Linked DNA regions of Mus musculus: regions 1 and 3 are each linked to region 2. Evidence: chromatin contacts called from public Hi-C and targeted proximity ligation data. All regions are on one chromosome and are shown on one strand. The core of a region is the stretch at or near the end of the contact, and the rest is flanking DNA. Distances in the headings are between cores, read along the strand shown. Region 1 holds the start of Trpt1 (tRNA phosphotransferase 1). Region 2 holds the start of Capn1 (calpain 1). Region 3 holds the start of Fosl1 (fos-like antigen 1).

Region 1 (4,186 bases), core at 293-2,792, 980 kb before region 2:
ACTGCTGGGATTAAAGGTGTGAGCCACCCCCACCCCCAGCCCTTGTTTTGTTTTTTCCTGTGCTGGGGATGGAAGCCAGGGCTTTGCAGCAGGCAGGAGAGAGCTCTGCTAAGGAGATGCATTTCTGCCCCAGGCCTCACTTTATTTAACATGGGAAGGTGCCCGCTTCATGGTGGGCATATTGGTAGACGCCTATAAGCTTAGCACTTGAGAAGGGCAGGCAAAAGAATCAAGAGTTCAAGATGAGGCTAGCTTAGGCTACATGACATTTTGTCCCCAAAATGAAAAATGAGGCTTTCTAGATGGTGCCACAATTAAAAAAAGCACTGGCTGTTCTTCCTAAGGACCTGGGGCCGGGTCCCAGCACTCACACGGCAGCTCCCAACCACCTGTAATTCCTGTCCCACTGGAATGCAATGCTCTCTTCTGGCCTCTGCGAGAGCCAAGTATGCACGTGGGGCAGGCAAAACACTCATGCACATAAAAAACCAAAACCAAAACCAAGACAAACAAACAAACAAAACACTACAAAAAGAAACCAGAACAGTGTGTCTGCTCCAGGGAGAGTAACATAGCAAGCACTAAGTATCCGCCCACAGCGGCCATTCAATAAACATCAGTTGTTCAGTATGCTCCTCTGTCCATCCTTGGGAAGTGTTGATTGGGCCAGTTGGTCGAAAGAGACATCATGAAGTCCAGCCTAGACAGGGGCTCCTCTTCCAGAGGATATGAAAGAGGTTCTGGGCCTTGTACATTTTTTCCCCTGTACATTTGGAGGGTGTGTCTATTCTGCATTCCTCTTGGGGCAATGTTAAGAATTAAAGTCGAGGAGACAGAGGTTCCAGTTGCTCTCTGGGCTCCCACCATTCCTCCCAGTTCCAGCATGGTTACTTACCAGCTCGCATGGGAAGTCCCAGCTTCAAGGCCCCGTGGCGAAGGGCATAGGACAGAGCCTTAGACAGCTGCACATTTCGGTCCTGAAAGAGTCCAGTGATGATCTGAGTTTCAGTAGCCAGCCCTGGATGTCCTACTGCTAAGGCAGGCTAGAACAGCGCCCATGGTGCTGCAGTCTACCCCACCAAGAAGCTAAGGCTCAGAGGGTCTCTCCCATGTCCTAGCGTTGTGGGTAAGGCTGGAAAGGTGCGCACCTGTTCCCGGGGTCTATGAGTCCTTCTACCTTCCTTCCTCCTTCCTCCAGGGGCGTTCATGATCAAGACCTGTAGGGAGCAGGGAGTGTGGGTTCTCTGCCCAGAAAGTTACAAAAGCTCAGGATAAGAACCGCACTGCTCATCCCACCCTAGTTCAGCAAGGGAACTTGAGGCCCAGCGGGCGAGACTTGCTCAAGGTCACACTGGCAGCCTCGAGGCCCGAGGGATCCGGACCAGACCCCGGGCCCTGAAATCAGATCACAGCACGGCTGCCCCGGGCACCGGGCTGGCGTATGCGTTGACAAGTAGGTCGGCGGGTCTGCATAGATCTGAAGGGCTCCACTGCGGAGGGCGGGATCCGGACCTGAACACGGACTGGCTAATGGGAAGCCAGGAAAGAAAGGGGCGGGTACTTCCGCTTGGGGAAAGGGGTGGACTTTGGGGGCCGGGCCAGCCGCTAAATTCCGAGATCAAGCTTCCAGATCCTGGGAGTAGATCAAGCGTGTCCAGGTTGGAGGTAGGACTCCTGGAGTTGGGGGGGGGGGGGGCGGGGGCCTTGAGAGTTTTGGGGACCTAGTGCTGCTGGGTGGTAGGGTTGCCAGAGGCTTTAGGGGTTTGGGACAGCAGGATTCCAGGGCGCCTGCTGAGCTCAGTACTCTTGCTGGAATGATGCTCGCAATAAGTAGTCAGGGATCTGCAAAAGGACTGGGGAGCACTCAGGAGTTCTGTGGAAGAGAGGGTCAGCTCGTTTCCTAGAGTGACAGGATGGCCATCTGTGTCCTCTGCCAGAGCTGCCCTGTCAGACTATGGACCCCGAGGTGTCCCTGCTGCTGCTGTGCCCTCTTGGGGGACTTTCCCAGGAGCAGGTAGCAGTGGAGCTGAGCCCGGCTCATGACCGTCGTCCATTGCCTGGAGGAGACAAGGCCATCACTGCCATCTGGGAGACTCGGCAACAGGCCCAACCTTGGATCTTTGATGCTCCCAAGTTCCGCCTTCACTCAGCCACACTGGTGTCCAGCTCGCCTGAGCCACAGCTGCTCCTGCACTTGGGTCTAACTTCCTACCGGGACTTCCTGGGCACCAACTGGTCCAGCTCAGCCTCCTGGCTGCGACAGCAGGGCGCTGCAGATTGGGGTGACAAGCAAGCCTATCTGGCAGACCCACTGGGGGTGGGTGCCGCACTGGTCACAGCTGACGACTTCCTTGTCTTCCTGCGCCGCTCTCAGCAGGTAGCGGAAGCTCCCGGACTGGTGGATGTACCCGGTGGGCACCCTGAACCTCAGGTAAGATGACTGGCTAGGTCCAAAGGCTCAAAATCCAAGCACTCCTGGTCCTGGTTTCCTCTTCTCATAAAGGGAAAACCGGCTTGGTATTTCTGAGCCTGCAGGCGCATGCTCTGCTGTCCAGGAGAATGTGGGGCCCAGCTGAGCACAACCCATGACTCTCCACCACTACTGGGAGGAAACAAGGTGCTCACTGCCATCTGGGAGCCCCAGCCATAAATCTAAGCTGGAACACACCTATGGAAGCTAGGGAACATGGGAGGAGAGACTGAAGGGAGGATGCCTCTTCTTATCCGATCCATGTAATCCTTCCTAGCTGGGCTTCCGATTGCTCTCCTTGGAATAGGTGGGCCTGGGTTAGGGATTGCCAGGACTCTCACACTGAGTCTGCTCCAGGCCTCCATGCCCAGCAAGAGAAAAGCGGCGGTGTGGGAAGTGGCATAGATGAAATCTGAGCCTCAACTTTTCACAGGCCCTGTGCTCTGGTGGCATCCCCCGGCACAAGGACCTCCCCGGGTTGCTGGTGGTACGAGAACTCTTCTCCAGTGTCCTACAGGAGATCTGTGATGAGGTGAGCCACCAGGACCCCAGACAGCATAGAGGGTATGGGTAAGAGGGTAGAATTGGCTAGAAATCCACAGTGCTGGGCCAGAGTGGGTCTGCATGACCCTCTCTGGCGTTGAGGAAGAGTGTGGAGTTGAAGCTGGGCCGGTGATTAAAGCTGGGCCTGTGATTCTTTGATGCTCGGTTCTCCCCACCCCCCACCCCCACCCCCACCCCCAGTGGAAACAATGAAAACTGTCTGTGTTTGCCAAAAAGTAATGAGAGTGTGTTACTGAGTCAGCCTCACTTGGGTACAAGGACTTCCCTGGATATCTGTTCCATTTCTCATCTGTAAAATGAACATGCCCAGAACCTGTATTCTGTATTATGGGGCACTTGACCGACAAGACAAACATTCGAGGGTCACAGCCATTGAGGATTGGGGATACACTCCCTTTGTTAGACTGTTTGCCGAGCACAGCGGTTCTCAGTCTTCCTAATGCTGTGACCCTTTAATACAGTCCCTCGTGTGGCGGTGACCCCGACTGTGATTTTCATTGCTACTTCATAACTGTCATTTTGCTACTGTTACACATCATAATGTAAATATCTGTGTTTTCTCGTGGTCTCAGGCAACTCCTGTGAGAAGGGTATTTGACCCCCTACCCCAAGGAGCCACCACCCACAGCTTGAGACAAAACACCCGGGGTTTGTTCCATGTGAACTACCGTGATGTATACCTGTAGTCCCAGCACTCAGGAGGTAGAGGCAGAAGGATCAGAAATTCAGAGTTATCTTTGCTAAATATTAAGTTTAAGGATAGCCTAGGCTACACAAGGCCCTGTCTTGAAACAAAAACAAACAGAAACACCAAACCAAACCAACCAACCAGCCAGGCTACTGAGAAGTCAGCCTGACAGGTAGGACTCCCCACCACAGGTGAACCTGCCACTGCACACCTTGAGCCAGCCACTGTTGTTGGGAATCGCTTGCAATGAGACCAGCGCGGGCAGAGCCAGTGCAGAGTTCTATGTCCAGTGAGTGGGTTCCCGGGCACAGGATCCTGGGTGAGATGGCCAGGGAAGGAGTGGGTTTAAGGCAACTGGCGTTTTGCAGGGGTCCGTCCTATAAGGTGTGGATATCTACCAAGACACCTTCATGTTTTTGTCTAGGTGCAGCTTGACTTCAGAGGAGGTCAGGAGTTATTACCTG
Region 2 (4,222 bases), core at 39-2,538:
CCCGGCCACGCGCATCTCCCCACCCTTGCCAAAGTTCCTGCCTTTACTGACACCTGCATTAGATGAGGCTTCAGTCGGGGAAAGTGTGTGGACCAACCCTTCCTCTCCATTAACCATGAAGGCAGAGGCGTCTTCATCAGCTCATGCCCAGCTGAGCATAACGCCCAGGTGCGAAAGTTAGACGCAGTCAGCTCTTAACTTTTGGAGTGTCGAGGTGCCTAGAATCCCAAGAAAAGCACCATCTATTCAATGAATGCTTGTCCATCTTATGTAGCTTGATCGGCCATGCTGTGACCTCTATAACTGTGAAGAGCCTTGGGACCGCTCCAATCCCTCTGCATCCTTGATGCTCCAAACTCTTGTAGTGCGCCCAGGGGGATCTGCAGGTCCTGTGTGAGCCTGCCCTGGTGTTCCGGGCCTCTGCTGCCCTCTCCCGGGTCAGGTAACCCCCACAAGGGAGCTGATCCCAGGTGCGCAGACCAATTACTTGAAAGAGAAGGCCAGAATGCTACACAAAGATTGGCTAAGGCCATTGTCCCTCTTTTTTTTCTGCACGGTTGGGGAAATCGAGGCACGGATTTACCTAAGGCCATGCAGGGTGTGCGCAAAGACCGCTAGGGCGGAGTGCTAGCTCTGCAGGCCTGCGCCCTAAGGTGAGGGGGTGGGGAGCTGGCTCAGCCCTACAGCGGGTCTGCGGCAGGGACCGGCCGGGGTGGGGCTACCGTTTGTCTAGCGTCCGGCAGAAGTCAGCTCTCATCCAGCCAGGGGCAGCTCCAGCAAGCAGTTGCAGCCACCAGAGGTAATCCCTGCTTCGCCGAGCGCCGGCTGGGCTGGAAGACAGCTGCAACCCAGAGGCACGCGGGGGCGCAGGAGGCGGGTGGAGGACTGTGTTGGCGGCGTCACTGAGCCGGATCGTCCCCAGTACCTTCCCGGAGGGCGACATAGGGTGGGGCCGGCGGCTCTGCAACTCGAGCTGCGGCCCTAGTTAAAAATACCCCTTGCCCTACCCTCTCTCTGGCCGGCGGTGCCCTTCTGTCCCAGTCCAACCCTTCTCACCCGGACCGGCGACCGGCTCCTCCCGGGAGACAACTCTGCCATTTACCAATTTGTCCTCTCGCAGAGCTGGCTTAGAGTCTGCAGAGGAAGGGGGCGGGGGGAGGGGACTGAAAGACACCCTAAGTAAGAGATAGTAAAAAAGTGTTGCGGGGGAGATAAGGGAGAGCCTAGAGGGAGCGGGGTAAGAGCCTCGGGCGTAGGTGGAGGACCAGGGAGGGAGGGACCAGGGCCGAGGGGCGGTGGAGGAGGGCGGGGAGGAGGGCAGGGAGGAGGGCAGGGAGGAGCGCTCTTCCTGGTTGGGCCCTGCCCTGAGCTGCCACCAAGGAAGCCAGCCCCAGGGACCGCAGCAATCTCCCAAACTCCCCTTCCCCAGGTAAGAAGTTGGGTGTCCAGACTACGACTGTTTGACCCAGGCCACTGCTTCTGGGGTTAGGGGGCTGTCGCTGATCAGCCCCTGCTTCAGGTCTTCTGTGTGTTTGCCTGAGGGTTAAGGGTCCGGAAGCAGCTCAACCCAGGCGCTCAGCTCAACCTGTCCGCTGTAGCTGGGCCAGTGTCCAGTGCTCTGATGTTCAGCTTGTGGAAAGGCATCAGTGCGTGGAGTTTTCAGTTCCTAAGCCGAGGAAAGGGGCAAATGAACTAGATGCTTGGCAGCTTTGTGGAGGGGAAGTTACAGGCAGGCAAATGGTGTCAGGGATCGTACCTGGAGTACCTCTGCTCTGCTGCTGTGGCTGGCCTCCACCCTATCCTACCTGCCTGGATGGCTGATACCAAACTGTCACCTCTGGGCGGTAAGAATAGGGAAAAGAGAGGTGGTGACCAGGATACCTAGAAACTGGACACCCCTTTCCAGATTCTGAGAGCCTAACAACAAGGTGGCTGAGAGTCCCAGGCACTGTAAAGGGAGCAGTGACCCATGTTTGGGGAGGAATGAGTCCAGGAGAATGTCGGCAGGCAGTTGTGTTTTATCCCTGGGAAGGCCTGCATCTCTACCAGGCCCATGTGTTCCCCAGGATGACAGAGGAGTTAATCACCCCTGTGTACTGCACCGGGGTGTCAGCCCAAGTACAGAAGAAGCGGGACAAGGAGCTGGGCTTGGGCCGCCATGAAAACGCCATCAAGTACCTGGGCCAGGATTATGAAACGCTTCGGGCAAGATGCCTGCAGAGTGGGGTCCTCTTCCAAGACGAGGCCTTCCCTCCGGTTTCTCATAGCCTGGGCTTCAAGGAACTGGGTCCTCATTCCTCTAAAACCTATGGCATCAAATGGAAGCGGCCTACGGTAAGAGGGCCACTCTGGGTGGAACTTGGTTCTGATGGTGGTGGGCAATGGGACTGGGCCCCCCCATTATTCGTGGTGTCTGGGTACCAGTTTCTAGGAGGGACTGGCCCAGGAACATGACCGTGGGTCTTGTAGGAACTGATGTCAAACCCCCAGTTCATCGTGGATGGAGCCACCCGGACAGACATCTGCCAGGGAGCACTGGGTAGGCCCCCAGGGGTGGGGTTCTGGGCGTTTGCCCCATTGTAGTTCTCCGTTCCCGTTCCATTGGGCACTGCCCCAACTCCTCCCTCCTGCAGGTCCAGACAGGTTTTGACTATCAGCATAGGTGCTGGTTCGCCCAGATTCCTGGGTCTTTTCTGTAAGCGGAGGGGAGATGAAGGGTACCCCACCCAGGGAATCCCTGGTGGCCCCCGGCATCCCACATACACAGCACCTCCCTCCCCTGGGCAGATCCGGAAAGCAAGCCTGATGAGGGTCTTTCCTATTCCAGGGGACTGTTGGCTCCTGGCTGCCATTGCCTCCCTCACCCTCAACGAGACTATTCTGCACCGAGTGGTTCCCTACGGCCAGAGCTTTCAGGATGGCTACGCTGGCATCTTTCATTTCCAGGTGAAGGTCCCTGCACCCTCCCTGGGCCAGAGGAATAGCTGACTTTAGGGAGATGGGAAAGGATGGCCCACAGCACTGTGAAGCTGAGATGGCCGGGGCCATGCCCTTCGAGGGCAGCCCTCCCTCTGGAAGGTATTTGGCCTCTCTGTGCCACCTCTGGTCAGTCATGTGTGAATGGTCAAGCAGGTATTTTCAGCTTGCAGCTCTCCTAGGTAAGGTTGTGCTTAGCAGAGAAAGTGTGGAAGAAGTGCTTTGGCTTTTTGCCCCAGCCTCAGTTTCCCCATCTTCACCTGTCAGTTCACCCTTTTCCCAGTTTCCCAGACTTGGCAAACCTGACAGAGTGTAGAGGAAAAGACAGACATGGCGTTTAAACACCATTCCCTGATGTTTCTGACAGGGCCCACGTTTCAAGTTACATTAGTGAATTCTCCAGGAGCTAGTGTTGAGAGTCACACCCCAAAAGTCTTGGTTGAGGCCTTTTCTACCATGATGATCCCAGTCATGCCTGAAGGGGGTCTCTGTGTTCCTTCCTTCTGCCTAATTTGGTCCCACTACCTCACTCTGCCCACGCCAGAAGAAATGGCAGCTATTATTCTATGCTGAGTGCCCCAACCAAGACAGCTCTGTCACCCTTTTCCCTACCCCCTTTCCTCAAATCTCCAATCTACTCCTCTTCCAGCTTCTATTTGGCACAGTCAGTGCCGCTTCCCAAATCCTTCAGTGATCCTCTTACCTCATCATTCTGGGCTTCTCCCTGCAACAATTTTTGGTGTTTTCCGAAGCTTCTGTCCCTAGGCAGCCTAGGCCTGCATCCCTGGAGCAAATCTGGTGCATTTGGAACCAGCCTGCCCATCTGTGGTTGAGGGTCTGGGCACAACATTGTCTTTCCACATCTCCCACTTACTTCTATACTCAGGCTTAAAATAAGGAAGCAAGGGGCTGTGAAGCTGAGATGGCCGGGGCTACGCCCTGTGCGGACAGCCCTCCCTCCGGAAGGTATTTGGCCCCTCTGTGCTAAGAGCACTAGAAGCTCTTTCAGGGTTCCTGAGTTCAATTTCAGCAACCTCGTGGTGCCTCACAACCAACTATAATGTGGTCTGATGCTCTCTTCTGTTGTACAGACTTAACAGAAAGACTCATATATAGCCGGGCGTGGTGGCTCATGCCTTTAATCCCAGCACTCGGGAGGCAGAGGCAGGCGGATTTCTGAGTTCGAGGTGGGCCTGGTCTACAGAGTGAGTTCCAGGACAGCCAGGGCTACACAGAGAAACCCTGT
Region 3 (4,008 bases), core at 648-3,147, 570 kb after region 2:
CAGAGCTTGGGAGTCCAGCATCAGCTTGGAGCTTGGCCATTGATGGGCTTTGAGACTGGGGCATGTTATTTAGTCTCAGTTTCCCTGTTATTAACATCATTCAACGTTCCATTGCTGTTGAGAAGCCAGCTCTCATAGCTCAGAAATCAGAGTTTTAATCGGCTTTTGTTTTTGTTTTTTATTTTTTAAGTTTTGAGACAGGATCTCTATTATGTAGCTCTAGCTGACCTGGAAGTCACTTTGTAGACCAAATTGGCTTCAAACTCCCAGAGATCTGCCTGCCTCTGCCTCCTGAATGCTGGGATTAAATGCATGCCTAGCTGTCGACTTAAAAACTTGAAAGTTCAAAATTGATGGGGTTTTTTAAGTCCATGAAATAAAGTGAAGAGAGTAAAAGCCTCCTATAAGGGGTCTGGCATCCTTTCCTTCCTTTTCTTGCAGAAATCTGAGGCATGTGTTGGGATTGAGTGTCGGTGGGGGTGGGGGCTCAGCGTTCTGGGAGAGAAAACTGGGTTCAAGCTCTGTGAGCTAAGGATGTGGGGCCCCTCCAGTCCAGGAAGCACCTCACATGCTTAGGCAAGTCTGGACAGCTATGTCCCCAGCCCAATACTGGGGGACCCAGCATCTCAGTGACCCCCGTTCTGGGCTAGAAGCACTGCCAGGGGCATCTCTCGCTCCCAGGTCGTCGGTCCTTAGGGGCCGTTTGGGGCCAGGAAGGGAGGGGCACCCAGGGTGACTCAGCCTCAGTGACTCGGCCCGCTGTGACTCGGCGAAACGGACGCAGCTCCTTCCCTCCCCTGGCGACACGTGCTCGCGGCCCCTCGACAGGAAATGGACACCTGCAACCTCTCAAGTGCCCCTATCCAGCAGTGAGAGACGTCGGGTGCCGAGAATGTGGAGCGCGAGTGTGGCCGGGCAGGTGACCCCGCGCACATCCCAACACTTCGTGGTCTCCAGGAACCCCTCGGAACCACTGCCTGGGGCCCATGGGCTCTATACTGCGCACAAAGAGATGAGGACTTGACCGGATAAAGGGACACGGACAACCAGAGCAACACACGGACAGCCTCGGACAGGCTGCTAAGAATTCTCTGTCCCGGCTGAGTTCTGATGGACCCCGTCTCTATGTGCCCAGACCCCAGGTCCCAGTTATTAACTGGAGATGGAGAACACCTCTGATCCTGTCCAGGCAGGGATGGGGCAGGTATTTAGAGGGACAGCGTATTAGGGGCAGATAGGAGGAAATGTAAGACCGTAACGGAGACGGAGGGGCAGAAAGACAGTCAGCTAGGGAGATACGGGCGAGCGAGAAGGGGAATTCGCAGATATTCGCGCTTCCCGCTGCGCTCGTCCCCTTGGCCACCGGGTACATAGGTTCCCCGACCACACAGAACGTGCAGGATCCTCGGTCGCGACCACCAGAGTCAGATGCTGCTCGGGGCCCCAGTCCAAATCCCGGAGCAAACTAGACTAATCCCAGCATCCCTGATGCTGTCCAAACTCAGGTCCCCCCCCCCCCGACGATTCGGCCAGTCTCACCTGCTGCTGGGCGGTCTGTGCCTGAGCTTGCGGGGGCTGCGCGGGGCGACCGTACGGGCTGCCAGCCCCGGAGCTCGGTCCCGGTTCCCCGTAGTCTCGGTACATGCCCTGGGCTGGATGTTCGGTAGGGTCCGCGTTGGCGGCTGCGGTTCTGACTCACTCGCGCCTCTCGGAGTCTGGTCTTTTTTATGAATGAAAAGTTCTTGGGCTGAACCACTTGCACCACGGGGGGTGGGGGCGTGTCTCAGCGGCGCCTTTCACCTCGCAGGGGACCCACCTCTCCAGATGAACCTCTGTGGACCGGTCCGCTCGGAACTTCACGACCCTCTGCTCGGGTGGCAAGCCGCCTCTACAGACAGAAAGCGACCGACTTGGCGTCCCCTAGCATCCGCGGCGGCCACGCCCCCCTCTGACGCAGCTGCCCATACATGGTGCAATTTCCTTGCCGCGCCCAGGTGCACCGAGGATTCCCCCTGACGCACCTTGCCGAAGTTGGGGCTTGCAACTGCGCCCCGCCCCGTTCAGACTAGCCAAGGTTCCCAACACAGGGCGAAACAAAATCCTGTGGCCGCCTGGCCTCGCGCCAAGACTTAGAAAGAAGAACGGGGAGAGTGTCTGAAAGCTGGGAAGTGAATTATAAATATGGGTTATTATTATCATCATCATTATTTACCTGGAGAGAATCATTCCAACTGTCACCCAAGTCTGCAGTCCTGACTTAAGACCGCTCCTCTCAAGTGGGGTGAGAAGTTTCTTTAGTTGAGTTTGCTTTGCTTGTGGTTTGTGGAGGGAGGTTGGTTGAGACAGGGTCTCAGGTATCTAGTTGAGGCTGCCCTTGAACTCCTGATCCTTCCGTCACCTCTCAAGTGTTGGACTGTGCCACCATCACACCTGGCTTTTGTAGATAGGGTCTCTTGTTGTGCAGGTTGGCCTTGAACTCCTTATGTAGCTTAGAATAACCTGCTTTCACTTCTCAAGTGGAGGGCAGACATTACAAATGTGCCCCTCCACACCCAGTTTCAACTGTTGTCAAGGTTTTTGATAGACTGAAAGGTTATTGACAAACCAGGGTTATGAAATGTTGTTATATTTGAATACTACGTGAAGTGGCATTTAGTGTACCCACAGATAGAAGGCGCTACATGTTTGAGACCGTCTCTGGAGCTATCACAAGCTTTAATCCAGGCCTCTACAGGCAGAGAGCGCCTACAGAAGGACATAGGTGTCCTGAGACACAGTCAGTAAGGCTTCTTGACTGAAGGTCTGACTGGAGGCACTCCTCCAGTACTATGTGTGTCACCAGCCCACTTTGGAAGTATGTGAAAGGCCTTGATACGGGTGAGGTCCTGACCAGGTGTGCTGAGGAGGTAAATGCCATCATAACCCCCACTTCTCAGATGGGAAAAACTGAGGCTGACAGGTATTGAAATGAGTTGCTCAAGGCCACTGAGTAAGTGGCTGAGTCTGGTGACCAAGTCAGGCCATGAGCTTCAAGCCTTTACATTGTACGTACACGAAGAATGGCAGACTGGGAGAGCATGGGTCCCAAAACTCTTTCTCTGATTTCTTCCATCTCAATGGAGACTGAAGAAACTTGTCCTCAGGGAAGCAGAGGCCTGGGCTGTCTTCATTGGGAACAAAGGCTGGGGTTCTGCTGTTTGGACTCAGGCCTGGAGGCCAGTATATCTCATCATAGAACTATACTTTGTGTCCATGTGACCCGGGGAGGTCTCCTTCCTGAGTCTGGGGTGGGCCTCACTGTTGACCTCACAGGGCTACTATGGGACCAAAGGAGACCACGGATGTGACAGAGCTTTGCTGTTGAAGCATCCTCAAAAGATCACCAGCCTAGAGCCCCTCTAGGGCTCTAGGGCTCTTTCCTTAAGCTAGGAAAGAGAAATGCAGGCATGTGTGTTGGGGATTAGGGGAGGAGGGGAGAAGAGTCTTGGTAGTGAATCCATAGAAAGAATACGCCTACATGCACGGTACACTCAGAATGCTCTGGGTTCTGGGTTTGAATTCTGGTTGGGCTGACCATCCACTGTGAATCCAGGATGATTCACCCAACTGTGACCTCCTGTTTCCGCATTTGTGAACTGGGGGCACAGTGACAACTGCATCTGAAAATTGCTAGAGAGATACACACAATAATGTCACAGAGACAGGCCTGACGGTGAGCTCTGTGACCCCAGAGTGCTGAAAATAAAGGCAGGAGGACCGAAGATGGTCAAGCTCAGCATCTGCTACAAGATGAGCTCAGTCAAGGCCAGCCTGGGCTACATGACACTGTCTCAAGAAAACAAATCAAGGCTGCAGAGATGGCTCAGCAGGTCAAAGTGCTTGCTACAACAGGCCTGACTACCTGAGTTTGGTCCCTGGAGCATATGATGTCAGAAGAGAACTGATTCCTAGTGATTGTCCCATGATTTTCTTATGAGTGTTATACGTGCACTCTTGCACTCCAGCACG

The links. A called contact is a pair of places that touch in the nucleus more often than the background predicts.
Region 1: a targeted proximity ligation map of bone marrow-derived macrophages shows a contact between it and region 2, with 4 times the contacts expected there. A contact is called at or near these places in 2 of 130 datasets of targeted methods (bone marrow-derived macrophages and pancreatic cancer cells).
Region 3: a Hi-C map of CD4 T cells shows a contact between it and region 2, with 2.8 times the contacts expected there. A contact is called at or near these places in 1 of 484 Hi-C or Micro-C datasets (CD4 T cells), 2 of 130 datasets of targeted methods (bone marrow-derived macrophages and pancreatic cancer cells) and 2 of 9 other capture datasets (adipose tissue and liver).

What each region holds. Positions count from the first base shown.
Region 1 is chr19:6,993,487-6,997,672 of GRCm38.p6, reverse strand. It overlaps Trpt1 (tRNA phosphotransferase 1), which reads right to left and starts at 1,542. Exons shown (of 7, transcript NM_153597.2): 1 at 1,149-1,542; 2 at 896-977. The coding sequence starts at 1,208. It overlaps Nudt22 (nudix (nucleoside diphosphate linked moiety X)-type motif 22), which reads left to right and starts at 1,636. Exons shown (of 6, transcript NM_026675.2): 1 at 1,636-1,665; 2 at 1,938-2,431; 3 at 2,904-3,002; 4 at 3,914-4,011; 5 at 4,147-4,186. The coding sequence starts at 1,955.
Region 2 is chr19:6,012,313-6,016,534 of GRCm38.p6, reverse strand. It overlaps Capn1 (calpain 1), which reads left to right and starts at 1,288. Exons shown (of 22, transcript NM_007600.3): 1 at 1,288-1,429; 2 at 2,067-2,334; 3 at 2,470-2,539; 4 at 2,828-2,946. The coding sequence starts at 2,068. It overlaps Gm10814 (predicted gene 10814), which reads right to left and starts at 3,915. Exons shown (of 5, transcript NR_045783.1): 1 at 3,851-3,915; 2 at 2,179-2,306; 3 at 723-1,666; 4 at 52-218.
Region 3 is chr19:5,445,587-5,449,594 of GRCm38.p6, reverse strand. It overlaps Fosl1 (fos-like antigen 1), which reads right to left and starts at 1,897. Exons shown (of 4, transcript NM_010235.2): 1 at 1,540-1,897. The coding sequence starts at 1,644.